2 separate regions of the Sus scrofa genome follow, and region 2 is linked to region 1. Evidence: chromatin contacts called from public Hi-C data. All regions are on one chromosome and are shown on one strand. The core of a region is the stretch at or near the end of the contact, and the rest is flanking DNA. Distances in the headings are between cores, read along the strand shown. Region 1 holds the start of ZC3H3 (zinc finger CCCH domain-containing protein 3). Region 2 holds the start of RHPN1 (rhophilin-1).

The links. Hi-C and Micro-C count contacts between places; a contact is called where the count stands out from the background.
Region 2: a contact with region 1 is called in a Hi-C map of omental adipose tissue, with 2.1 times the contacts expected there. The contact joins the promoter of RHPN1 here to the promoter of ZC3H3 in region 1. A contact is called at or near these places in 3 of 5 promoter capture datasets (fetal liver, fetal skeletal muscle and liver), 12 of 47 Hi-C or Micro-C datasets (alveolar macrophages, embryonic fibroblasts, fetal heart ventricle and 7 more) and 2 of 2 datasets of contacts at active chromatin or transcription factors (alveolar macrophages and skeletal muscle).

What each region holds. Positions count from the first base shown.
Region 1 is chr4:1,006,536-1,013,154 of Sscrofa11.1, reverse strand. It overlaps ZC3H3 (zinc finger CCCH domain-containing protein 3), which reads right to left and starts at 3,228. Exons shown (of 11, transcript XM_021090418.1): 1 at 2,844-3,228; 2 at 1-1,082. The coding sequence starts at 759.
Region 2 is chr4:1,128,912-1,135,530 of Sscrofa11.1, reverse strand. RHPN1 (rhophilin-1) reads left to right here and starts at 2,501. Exons shown (of 15, transcript XM_013993565.2): 1 at 2,501-2,755; 2 at 4,945-5,060; 3 at 6,028-6,156; 4 at 6,372-6,453. The coding sequence starts at 2,675. It overlaps TOP1MT (DNA topoisomerase I, mitochondrial), which reads right to left and starts at 1,352. Exons shown (of 19, transcript XM_013993526.2): 1 at 1,225-1,352.

The DNA.
Region 1 (6,619 bases), core at 1,979-4,478:
GGAGGCCCCGGGCAGGGCGGCCACCGCCACCGCCGCCCTCCTGGGCTTGGCATCCGGGTCAGCTCGGAGGTGCGGCTTCTCGGCTCGTTCTGCTGCAGAGAAGGGGGCCTTGCACACGTTCTCCGCCACGGCTCTGGGACTGAGGGCCTTCCGAGGGGCCCGGGGACTCTTTGCTGAGGCGGCCACCCACTTGTAGTTGTTCTTCCGGAACTTGCTGGCTCGACAGGTCACCAGCAGTGACGGCTCCCGCATCGGCCGCGGTCCGGCGGCTGCTCGCGCTGGGCCTGCCACCAAGCCAGAGGCAGCGGCCTGATCTGGGTGGCCGGCACTTGCTCGCCCGTCCCCAAGGAGCTGCGGGACACAGCTGGCCACAGAGTGCGAGCCCACCTTCCTGCCCGGGGCCGCGCTGCCCCGCTGGGGGGCGCTGGAGGGCAGGAAGCGTGCCTTGGCCACAACCGCACTCTCGCTGACCGTCCGCCGGGGCTCCGAGGGGCTGTCACTCACGCTGCTCATTGACTTGACCACGCGCAGCTTGCCGGGCGCCCTCCGGCAGACTGGAAGCGGGTCCTCTGCCCCGCAGCTGCCCTTGGCTCTTCCCGGCCTCGAGGGCTGCCACTGCCCACCAGGGGCCTCACCCCCACCCTCCTGAGGCCTGTGGGGGCTCCAGGAAGGGCCTTCGTGTTCGTCCAGGGAGCCCCGCAGGACCCCTGCAGCACTGGCCGAGCCTGGCTTGGGTGGTGGTTTTATCTTGATGACCATGTTCTGATCTGGACTGAGCTGGACCTGCCTCTCCAAGACGTACTGCTCGGGGGTGGGACCCTGGCTGCCCCCAACCCCAAGGGGCGGCTGTGTGGCACAGTCACCGGGCAGGTCCGAGGAGGACCCCAGGGGCCGGTTCACGAGGGAGTATTTCTTGCGCCAGGCAGGCCCATGGCTTGGGGAGAAGCCCCTCCGGCTGGGACGAGGGTCGTGAGCACTGAAGGCCCTGCTGCTGTTGTAAGCGGCCGGCTGCCACTGGGAAGCCGCAGAGGTGCCTGGGGCAGAGACATGGCCGTGGAGGTTTTTGTAGTCATCGATCAGACCTGAGAAGACAGGAGCACAGGCTCAGTTAACCAGAGAGTGAGTAAAGTCAGCAAGAACCCCCGGGAAGGGTGACAGCTGATGAGAAACTCGGCAGACCCCAATGGACCCTGCCGGGCCCCGTGCAGGAGGGGCGGCCCCTGGGGCCTGAGAACCACCCACAGTTCAGCCCCAAACCCCCAGGCCCATCTTTTCCACGAGCCTTTTCCCATCAGTTCTACTTCAACCCTATTTCTGGCTGCTTATCCTTAGGATGCACCCCTGTGGCATGACACTCCCAATTTGCCAGGGATGTTACAGTGGGTCCACAACCCTTCGAGGGGATGTGTCGCTCAAGATGAAGAGACCAGCGAGGCCCCGTGCTGTAACGCCTCGACAAGACAGGAGGTGCTCTGGCTCGCCCACAGAAAGGAGGCAAGTCGGCACACGGGGCAGAGACAGCAAGACGACAACACTCTTGACAAGAATGTCAGGACAGGTGAAGCCTGACCCTGGAGCCCCAGTGCAGTGGACCCCCACACAGCCTTTCCAAAGAAGCCCCCAGGGAGAGCCGTCCTGGTGCAGTGGGGCACAGGCCAACAACCCAAGCTGTGACAACTCAGCCCACAAACCATACTCAGCCCCCGCCCCTCCCCCCCCACCCTCCCGTTACAACCTCCCCCACCACACGTCCCATCCCTAGGCCCAAAGAGAGCCACGTCCAGACCTGGGAACACCTCGCCAGGGGCAGGTATGGCAGAGGTCCAGGAAGCGGCCCAGAGGCGGGTCAGCCCACTTGAACTCTCCCCCATATGCTTTCCAAGTCCTTTAGTCTTCTCTTTGTGGTATAACTTTAAAAGGGGAATTTTTTTTTTTTTAAGTATAGAAAACCAACTTAGGTCTAAAATTGGAAAAGTTTGGAAACTGAAGCCTGGGGAGTCTGGGCCCCGAAAATCAAGGAGTGCGGCTGTACGAGAAAAAGGAGCTTTTGACCGTGCCTCCAGGGGAGAAACAGGCCCCCCCGGCCCCCCGCCGCGCCAGAGCCCAACCCCCGCCGCCCGCTGTCGGGCACCGGGAGCGAGGGGACCAGCCCGCCCGCGGGGGTGACAGAGCCGCCTCCCGCCGGTTACAAAGCGACTGCCCCACTGCCACCCGCCGCAGCGCCGGAAACGCCCGCACCATCGGTGGACGAAACCCGAGCTGGGGCTGACCCCGGCCGGCAAGGAAGGCCCCCGGGTGCCCTAGCCCCAGCCCGACCCCACCTACCTCCCCACCCGACCCGACCTGGCCGCCGAGAGAGCGGGCGAAGAGCGACCCCCTTCGGGGAGGCGGGCAGGGGGCCGCCGCGAGGCGAGAGGAAAGAAAGGGACGAGCGACCCGGGCCCTACCCGACCCACCCTGCAGGAGGCGGATCTGCCGCCGTAATTGCTCCTTTTCCTCCATCTCCGGAGTCCGCGACGCCCGGCCAGGCCCCCGCGACGTCATCGCCGCGCGACCGCTTCGCCGCGGGCGGGGCGGAGCGCGAGGCGGTACCGAGACTGCGCACTGCGGCGAGGCCCGGGCGAGGGCCGGGGCTCCGCAGGGAGAGGGGGCGACCCGCCGTCGCCCTGGCAACGCCTTGGGGAGGCGGGGCCGCGCCGTGCAGAGCCGGGGCGGGGGGCGACGTCACTACCGAGCGCCGGGAAGGGGCCTGGCGGCGCCCGCGCTGGTCCGCGCCCTGGCCGCCTTCGCTGCGAGTTCCCGTGCGTTCAGGCCTGGGCAAGGGGCCGAGTGTCAGACCCTACCCCAGCCGCAGCGCAGTTCCTTCGGCGTAGATTTATGCTCTGGGGGCTTAGCGGGAGCGACCTGGTAGAACGCGGGCCCAAGAGGCTCTGTCGTTGTTGCGCGAGTCGCCGGGAGAAACGTCTGAAAATGGGGCGGCCCTGAGGAGGCTGGTTACACCTCTGGAAACATGGGCGGTCTGGGGGTGTCGGCGGAAACAAGTATAAAACGGATGGGTGGAGTTCCCGTCGTGGCTCAGTGGTTAACGGGTCCGCCGAGGAGCCGTGAGCTCCCGGCCTCGCTCGGTGGGCAAAGGGTCCGGCGTTGCCGGGGGCTGTGGCGTAGGTCGCAGCGGCGGCTCAGATCCACGCTGCGGCGCCTGTGGTGCAGGCTGGCGGCTGCGGCTCTGATTAAACCCCTGGCCTGGGAACGCCCATATGCCGCAGGTGTGGCCCTAAAAAGGCAAAATAAGTTAATAAATAAAAACATGGGTGAAGTCCTGTACACTGCTGGGGCTGTAAAAGCTTGTAAAAACCCCTGTACGTTGCTGAGCCACCGTGAGAAACAGTGTGGTGGTTCCCCAAAAAGTTAAAATCAGAGTTCCCTTCTGTCACAGCCACTTAAGGATCCCGCGGCTGGGGTCGCTGCTGTTCCCTCTGGGAACTGCCACGTGCCGGTGGTCTTGGCCAAAAACAGCCTAGAACGCGGCTTGACCCAGCAGGTCCACTTCTGGGTAGATACCTTGACGAGGTGAGAACAGGACAGCGGATGAAGCACTAGCCATTCACAATAGCCAGAGGGCGGAACTAGCCCGAGTGTCTGTAGGGGTGAAGGCGCACACATCCACACCACAGAATAGGATTTAGCCTTGAAAAAGAACGAATCATGCTCAGCATAAGTGAATCTCAAAAACATCATGCTAAGTGAAATGAGCCAGTACAAAAGGACAAAAATGGTGAGGTTCCACTTACATGAAATATCTGGAAGAGGCAAAATTAGAGGAAGAAGATCAGAGGTCACCAGAGGCTGAAGGGAGGAGACGGGAGGAGATAGTGCCTCCCGGGCACACGGTTTCCGTTTGCCGGGACGAACAAGCTGTGGAAACAAGTAGGGTGATGGTCGTACAACACTGTCACTGCACTTAAGGCCACTGAATTGGACACGAAGAAATGATATTGTGGGTCGGTGGTAATGAACCCGGCCAGGATCCTTGAGGACCCAGGTTTGATCCCTGGCCTCAGTCAGTGGGTTAAGGATCCAGCATGGCCATGAGCCAGGGTGTAGGCTGAAGATGCGGCTCCGATCCCGCTTTGCTCTGGCTATGGTGTAGGCTGGGAGCTGCAGCTCCGATTTGACCCCTAGCCTGAACACTTCCATATGCTGCGAATGCGGCCCTAAAAAGCAAAAAAAAAAAAAAAAAAAAAAAAGAAAAAGCAAAAAAAATGATTGTATGACAGCTTATATGTTGTAAATGTTTTACCACACACACAAAAAAAATAATGGACAATGTCTGCCGCAGACCTGAGCAACAGGAAATGTTTAAAAGAGATTCTTCAGGCTGAAAGGAAATGATGCAATATGGAAACAGCTACATGAGGAAAGAGGACAGGGAAGGGAAAACACGTTAATTTTTTAAATTCTTACTTATTTTCTCTAAAAAAAAAGTTTCAATAAAAGTAATAAAAACGTTTTGCGGGTTTATAACCCTTAGAGGTACAACCTATGCCAATGATGGTGCAAGGGGTACACGCACTGTGCCCTGCAGGTAAGGGTGCAGCCCACAGCCTGCTCCCAGGCCTGCCTCCTACCTCCCAGGGGCCAGTGTCAGTCCACGTACAGTGGTGGGCCCCCTGGGGCTTCTTGGGCAGTGGCGGCACCAGGCTGGGAAGACCGGGCAACAGAGTGGCCCCTGCACTCAGGCCATGAGGTAGGGCTCGGCAGGCCTCGGGCCCTCAGCAATACAAACACTGTTTAAGACCCTGAGGCTGTGATGAAATGCTGAGGGCGAGTTCGGGGAGTTCTCAGAGAATGAGAGAGATGGCGTTTCTCACCAGCCCTCTTAGCAAGTGCGTCTTTGGGCTTGCCCTGTCTTGCTTCTCTCGAGAAGGCTGCACCTATCACCTGATGAACCAGCCAGGGCTGCCCCCCCCCGCCCCTGGAGGGTGGACCGCGCACGCCCAGTCAGCACCACAGCCCCTCTGGACAGCCAGGCGGCTGCCAAACACAAGGCCGTTGGTTGCCAGTTCAACAACGACAAAGTCCTTGCACTCTGGTGGTGCCACGTGGCACAGAGATGAGCCTAAAGGTCATGATTTAGGGCAGCTCATAACCGTGAGCTGCCCGTGGACGGTGACTCCACCCTGAAGATTTGGGGCGATTTCTTACCACAGGCTGACGCATTCGCGGTCCTGCCCTGACCTTGTCTTCTGGCCGGGCAAGCTCTCTGCTCCTGGATTTCAGTCCTGGGGTGGTGGGGGCAGGCCGGTTCTGTGGATTCGTCCCCCGGAGTTGTGAGACTGGAAACGGGATGTAGCTGCTGTCACAGTTAATGCGTAAAACTGACCTTGACAGTTACACCCATCAAGCTGGCAAAAATGAAAACACCTGCCTTCTGTGTTTGTTGGGGTGGGGGAGCCTCGCCTCACTGTTCGCTTTTTGTTTTTTGGCTTTTTTTTTTTTTTTGGTTTTTAGGGCCACCCTAGCGCATGTGGAGGTTCCCAGGCTAGGGGTTGAATCAGAGCTACACCTGCCGGCCTACACCACAGCCACAGCAACGCCAGATCAAGCCGTGTCTGTGACCTACACCACAGCTCACAGCAATGCCGGATCCTTCACCCACTGAGCGAGGCCGGGAATCGAACCCACAACCTCGTGGTTCCTCGTTGGATTGTTTCTGCTGCGCCACGACGGGAACTGCACTGTTCGCTTTTTGGATGCTGGCATAGACTTTCTTTTTTCTTTTTTTTTTTCTTTTCAGGGCCACACCTGCACACTGGAAGTCCCAGGCTAGGGTCGAATCAGAGTTACAGCTGCCAGCCTGCACCACAGCCACAGCAACGTGGGATCCAAGCCTCGTCCGCAACCTACGCCACACCTTACAGCAACACCAGATCCTTAACCCACTGAGCGAGGCCACAGGTCAAACCCGCATCCTCATGGTTACTAGTCAGATTCATTTCCGCTGCGCCACAACGGGAACTCCTGAAGGACAATTTGCGATACATGCCAAGACCTGAATACCTTCTGAGCAATTTCACTTTTCAGAATATCCCCCAGAGGAAATAACGAAACACACGCCAGGCCTTTTAGGAACAAGAACATCGGGTGCTGGAAGCTCCCGTTGGGGCTCGGCGGTAACAAACCTGACTAGGATCCGTGACCGGTCTGATCTCTGGCCCTGCTCAGGGGAGTGAGGATCCAGCATCGTCATGAGCTGTGGGGCAGGCCACAGACATGGCTCGGATCTGGTGTTGCTGGGCCGTGGTGTAGCTCCGATTGGACCCCTAGCCTGGGAACTTCCACAGGCCGTGGGTTCAGCTCTAAAAAAAAAAAAAAAAAAATCAAGTGCTGGGGGAAAGGGGGAGGGGAGGGGTCGATCAGATACAGCCTGCTGAGTATGAGACGGGGAACCACAAGGCCCTGCTGTCCAGCACAAGGAACCGTGTTTACTATCCGGTAATAAAGCAACGTGGAGAAGAATATGAGAGAATATATATGTAGATAGATAGACAGACATGAATGACTTTGCCACACACCAGAATCGAACATGACGTTGTAAATCAACTGTACTTCAACACAG
Region 2 (6,619 bases), core at 1,252-3,751, 120 kb before region 1:
CTTACCCTGGCCGGCTGCTCCATGGCCCTCGGTGCCCTCCACAGGCTGGGGGCCTTTGAGCAGCACAGCAAGCAGCTGTTATCTGGACTGGACGGACTTGGGGCGCCTGGCGCCCCTCTCAGCACCTGATTCCACGGTCATTGGTCTCCTCGCTCCCCCCTTCCCATGTGTGTTTGGGTACAGAGTCGCCCGTCTTCTCTGGCCCGGCCCGTCTACTGGCACAACGTCCTCCCATGGTCTGTGCCAGCTCCCCGTCTCGCTCATCGCTCTCTTTCCTTTCTGAATGTGGTGTATTTGTGCTTTCACTCCAACGCGGCCACTCCTTCTGGGAAGCCAAGCCCACTCCGGGCTCTCCTGCCAGACAGAACCCCCACTGCGTTCGGGCAGCAAGGCCGACACCTCCCCAGCCTCTCCCGCAGCTACGTGTGGCCAGGTGACAAAGGTCTGGGGGAGCTTTGGGGACATCTGGCTTTCCTCCTGCTCCGCCTTCCTCCCTGGAAATGAGCCCAGGGGAGGAGCAACGTGGCCTCCCCTCGAGACCGAAGGTCACGGCTCAGGGCCTCCAGGGCCTCACGCCTCTCAGTCTCAAGCAGTCAGAGGCGAAGCCCAGCCGAGAGAATCTCTGTCCCAGACTGCGCCTCTGAGGGACTGACCAACTTTTTTGGTCTTCTTAGGGCCACACCCGCAGCATATGGAGGTTCCCAGGCTAGGGGTCTCATCGGAGCTACAGCTGCCAGCCTACACCACAGCCACAGCCACACAGGTTCCAAGCTGCATCTGCAGCCTACACCACAGCTTGTGGCAATGCTGGATTCTCAACCCACCGAGCGAGGCCAGGGATCAAACCCAAATCCTCAAAGACACAATGTCGGGTCTGTAACCCGCAGGGCCACAACAAGCATTCCTAGCTTTTCCTCTTTAGCTTTTTCTTCCTCCTATTTTCTTGGCTGAGAATACTTATTTCACATATACATCATATCATATAGTAATAAGCTCCCATAAAATGAAAGATTTTGGGGGGGGCAGGGAGGTCCCAGGCCAGGAATCAAACCCACACCACAGCAGGACCCCAGCCACGGCAGCGACAACACCAGATCCTTAGCCGCTGTGCCACAAAGGAACTCCGCTTTGGGATGCTTCTTCTTGTCAACTCCTAGACACCCACTCTTGAAAAACACAAGCTTTAGGACTGTCTGGTTATAGAAGATGCAGCGTCGCACCAACCTTAGCTCTACAGGAACCACTCGGCCAAAGAGGAGCCTCCTCCAGAGCCCCGCTGCCCTCCCCGAGGCGACCTCCCCTAAGTCGCTGAGCTGCCAATGCGGTGTTGAATTCCACCATTGCAAATTCCGCAATTCCACCCACAAGCGTCTGCCTCTGGAATTCTGCTTCTAATTCAGGCCTTATCTATTGATTTAGCCTCAGGAGGACGAGGCGCTTCTCTCACCCACTTCTTCACCTTTCACCTCTCCCCTCCCCACAGAAACTCGTAAAAGCTGTCCAGGGTCAAGATGCCACAGGACAGTGGTACACCGCTGAGTCAGGTCAAATACGTCTCTGGTTATTTTTTATTTTCCCGGGAGTTAACGATTCCCTTATTTCGTAGTTATTGTTGCAGATGGCCAGGGCGGCCCAAGCAGCTCAGCTCACAGGATTTGCAGGATCAAGCAAGAGCCTGTGGGGAAGAACGGAGGCGTGGCAGGAACCCAGGTGATGGCGAAGATGGCAAGGCTGGAACTTTAGGGCAACGTGATAAAGATTAGCCGCGTTACTGCTTATGCTCTGGTGTTCCTGCCCCTACAAGGGGTGTGTTCTTCCCTGAGGTGAGCCGGGCATGAAACGAGCGTGTTCCAGAGTCATCATACCTGGAGAAGTCAGGAAAGGACCCGGACGCTGGGGCAAACCCACCAGGAGAGCAGGGCACGGAAAGAGTCCAATTCTGGAAGCAGGCCAGCTCTGCAGGCAGGCTGGTCCCGGAGGCAAGTCAGTTCTAGAAGCGGGCTGTGAAAGTAAGATGATTCGGGAAGCAGATTGTACTGGCGAGTTCTGCAGCAGGTTCTTGGGGTGGGTTTTGGACGTTCTGAAGGGTGGGCTCCAGAGGCGGGTTCCAGGGGCAGGTTCTGGAAGCAGGATCTAGAGGCATGGCAATGGAGCGCCGACCGCTGTTAGCACTGTGGCCAGGCCGAAGCCTGGGTCCCGACGCAGAGAGAAAAGCGGACATCGAGACCTGCACGGGCGCTTGTTCCAGCAAAACTGTTAACCACCCCTTGGCGAATCTTTACGAGCGGCGCCCCGAGGCCCCGCCGCTGGGCGGGTGAAACCCGCGTTGCCCAGGGCCCTGCGCCGCGCCTTGTTTTTCCCTTTTCCGCCGCCGGCGGTTGCCAGGGGCGACCGCATCCCCCTCCACCCCCCGCCTCCGGGCTCCTCGGGCGCAGGCGGGCGGGGTCTGGCCGCGAAGCCACCTCCCTCGGGCTCTGGTTGGCCGAAGCTTCCGTCTGTCAGAGTCGCTGCCGCCGCCGATTGGACAAGTTTCGCACGCCCGGCGGCTAGCGCCCCGCCTCTCCACCCGGCCTGGCGGCCACCGGGAGAAGAGTACAGTGCGGGATCCCGCGCGCCGGGGGTCCCTGCGCCGGGATCGGCTTCCAGGTGGGCGTGGCCCGAGCAGCGGGCGGCGATGGTCCCCGAGGAGAGGCCAGATGGCCAGGCCGCTGGCGAGGAGAGCACTCAGCTGCAGGCGGCTGGCAGCTCCCGCAAGGTGGGCGCGCCCGGGGGCAGGGGGCGCCGGGAGGAGGGGTCCCAGACCCAGCCGGCTCCTGTGGCTGTCTGCCACCGGCGGGGCTGTGGAGCCCACGCTGGCTTTTCCCGTCTGAGCGCACCGCTAGTGTCGGGGGCGGGGGCGGACCCACCCGGTCCCCGAGAATCTCACTCGCCCCTAGAGGCAAGGTGGTCTTACTGCTGGGGAACCCAGGGCTCCATGCGGAGCCAGAGCCGGGTTGGCTGGCTGGCTGCCTGTGCTCCTCTCTCTCCCTCCTGTTTGGGGACACACACCCCCACCTCCGCCCTGCGCTTACCAGAAACCGGTGGGAGCGCCAGCCCAGCTTGTGGTTTTCTCCAATGCTCCAGGAACCGCTTCTGTGGCAGCGATTGGGCTTGGGTCCGTTGCAGCCCGTGGCCCTCATGTTTGCTCCTCGTGCCTGGCACTCGTTTCCTAGCTTTGCTCTCTTCCCTAGGGCCATTCAACTTTGCCCCGGGGCACTCATCTCTTGATGAAAGGCCTAGAGACAGGCGGCTGAAGCTTCCTGGGTATAGGAAGTGGCTGGAGGACTTCCCATCTGGGTGTTTGTCTCTCCTCACCCGCACCTCTGCCTCCTTCTGAAGTCTGATCGCTGGGGGGGTTGGGGGGGTTGGAGACCTTTGGAGTCTGTGTTCGGGAAAGAGGAGGCACCCTGGCTGTCTCACTCTGCAGCCCGGAGCCCGGTTCTCCCCTGGGGGTCACCGTGAGGCTGCCCCAGTGCTTATTCCAGGCTTTGGGCATCCATATCCACGAGGGGTTTCAGTCCCATGCCACCTGCCTGGTGGGGGCATGCGGCCTGGCCCTGCCCACCGTCCTGCAGGTTTGTTCCTAGACCCGTGCTGGCATAGCTATCCCCACACTTTGCCAGCTCTGGCCACTGCCCATGGCATTTTTCTCCTGGGGATTCTGGGGGATCCACTAGACCCTCACCCGTCGGGGCCACAGCAGTGAGGGTGTGTTGGGGTCGCTGCCTTATCAGAGGTGGGGGTTCTGCCATAAGTGGGCGAGCTGGCAGATCCCTTTACCACTTGTGAGAGTGGCTCTCAGCCCGCCCAGGTTACACAACCAGCCTGCTGCCAGCAGGGAGAGTTAGGGTGGCAAGGCTTTGAGGGGTGCTGGCCGCAGAGCTCCCTGGAGACCCCGCGGTCTCCGGCCTCCAACACTTCTCTCCAGGAGTCCTTGACACAGGAGACCAAATGAACTGTGTCGAGTGCGGCCCTGCTCCCCAGGCGGATGGCCATGCTGTCCTCCACAGCCCTGAGAACCTGCTGGAGCTCTGCAGTGGGACCTTGGGAGGGAGAGGGGTGTGGCTTCGGCGGGGCCTGCCCCTGCCTCTGAGTCTCAGGCCTCCTGGCAGGGGGTGACTGCTCACACCCTGGGCTCATCCCTCCTGAGCCCGGAGTGGGCACAGGAGGCACCACAGAGAAGGGCCTGTGGGAAGACAGCCAGCCAGCAGGGCGGAGCGGGGAGGGGGAGGCTGTGTTGTCTTGTCCCTTCTTGGTGCCATCGGGACACCAGCCCTCGTCCACCTCCAGATGAGGGCCTGCCCGGGGCTCCAGAGGGGGAGTCCTCCTGGCTGATTGCTCTCTATCCCGTTGGTCAGTGGGGTGCAGGTTCTCTCCTCAACACCTAGGACCGCTTGGAAGCCTTCTGTCTTTCAAGTCCCAGAAGAATGCCTCCTCCTGTAGGAAGTCCTCCTTGACTGACCTCTCCGGAGAATGCTGGTGTCTGGAGATGTTGGGCTGTTGTCCAAGGTGGCCGTGCACCAGGAGCCTTGTTTAGAGTGCCCCCCGCGTGGGGCCGGGACAGGCTGGAGTCCCCACGGGGTCTGAAACGGCCGTGTGTGTGTGTGTGTGTGTGACCACAGGGCACGCTTCCTCTGAAAGATCGCTCTTCGTGAGCACCTTGGCTGTCACCCCCCCACCTAAACACGTGTGGCCTGGAGTAACTGCGAGGGCGAGATGGGTCGTGGGGGTCACGCCAGGAATTCGCAAGTGCTGGAGGACGTGTGCTGGGCGGGCGGTCGGCTGTCTCCTGGTGGGGGCTCCAGGCTGGGCTGCTGAGTCCCAGAGCCCCAGCAGATGTGCCCAACTTCTTCCTGGGGCCCCGTCCTTCCAGGCCCGGCCCCCATGACTGCGGCCTCTCTGCAGGGCTGTGATCAGCTGGCGCAGATGCAGCGGGACCCCCTGCAGAGCCGCAGGGCCCGGATCCACCAGCAGATCAACAAAGAGCTACGGATGCGGACAGGGGCCGAGAACCTGTACAGGTGCGTGCTGGCTGCCTGGGGTACCAGCTGCCACCCCTGCCCCACAGGAGAGCGGTGCCGCGTTCCCAGAGGCCCCTGCGAGCCAGGCCCACCCTGCGTAAAGGAGGCAGGGCAGTGACCCCGGTGGCTGCCTGTTCTCGGTCCACATGTGAGTCCGTGACTGTGGCTTCCCAGGAGGCAGGGCTGGCTCTCCCACTAGGGGCTGGGGCAGCCAGCTCCCACCTTGGGGGGCCTCACTGGCAGGGGTGAGCTCAGTGCCGGCAGAGTGCCATGCTGGGCTGGAGCAGGTATCCACACCCCACGCGGTGTGGGAGACTCCAATGCACATGGTGACCAGCTGGGGCACTTTTTAGCGGCAGGTGACAGGCGTCCCAAGGCTGAGGACCCGGGAAACAGTCCTTCCGACTGGGGAGGTGCATGGCAGCATGTGTGCCCAGCTCTTCACACATGCCTGGGCTACAGGTGATGGCCCGAGGCCCAGGCCTGCTCAAGCCACAGCCAGTGAGCACAGAGCCAGCTCCAGGACAGGGCTCTGGGGGGCCCTCCTTTTCCTTAGCAGCCCCGCCTTCCTAGGGACCCCCCCCCCGCCCCTCGGGCAGCCACAGAGAGGGTCTGACCCCCACCCCTCCAGGGAAGTTGGCTTCCATTGCTGTGGGGGGCAGCTGTGTGCTGCGTCCTGGGGAGGGAGGTGGCAGAGGCCACTCATGCCCTGGGAGTCCTGCCTCTGATGCGATGTGCTCGGGCCAGTGTCATGACACGCACGTGTGGACAGGAATCCGCGGGAACCACAGGGGGTTTCAGAGAAGGGTGAGGTCATCTGGTGAGTCCTGGACCCCGGACCCCGCTGCTGTCCCCCTAAGGGTCTGAGCCCGCTGGCTCGTCACTCTGGGAGTGGGCTCTGGCGCCCAGGCTGGCGCAGGGGTCCATCTGCAGAGCTGGGGCTTCACCTGAGCCTGGCTGCCCCCAGGGCCACCAGCAATGCCCAGGTCAGAGAGACCGTGGCCCTGGAGCTGAGCTACGTCAACTCCAGCCTGCAGCTGCTGAAGGAGGAGCTGGAGGGGCTCGATGGCAACGCCGATGCCGAGCAGCCTGAGAGGTGAGTGTGCGTGCTCGTCGGATGGAGGATGGACCCTACGCCTAACCCCAACCGACCACGACGCACGTTTGGGGGGACGTGATCCAGCACAGCACGAGGGGGTGCGTGTGTACCAGAATCAGGAGAGGTGTGGCACCTGTAGCAGGAGCAGTAGCCGGGGACGCTGGCCCCTGGGCCAGCAGGTCCACCTTGGAGCCTGAGTTCTGTCCTTCTAGTTCCAGTGACGGGATCGCTGTCCCCATGATCCCCCTGGGGCTGAAGGAGACCAAACAGCTGGACTGGGCCACACCCCTGAAGGTGGGTACTGGCCTTGAGCTCCGGGGTCTGGGGGTCTCGCAGGCCTCCCGGTCCAGCCTGCTCATTGAGCCCTCGGAGACTCTGAGGCCCGGAAGGAAGAAGGGTCTGACCCGGAGCTGCCAGGCCCCCCAGGCTGCAGGGGTTCAGATCCAGTGGGCTCTGCACC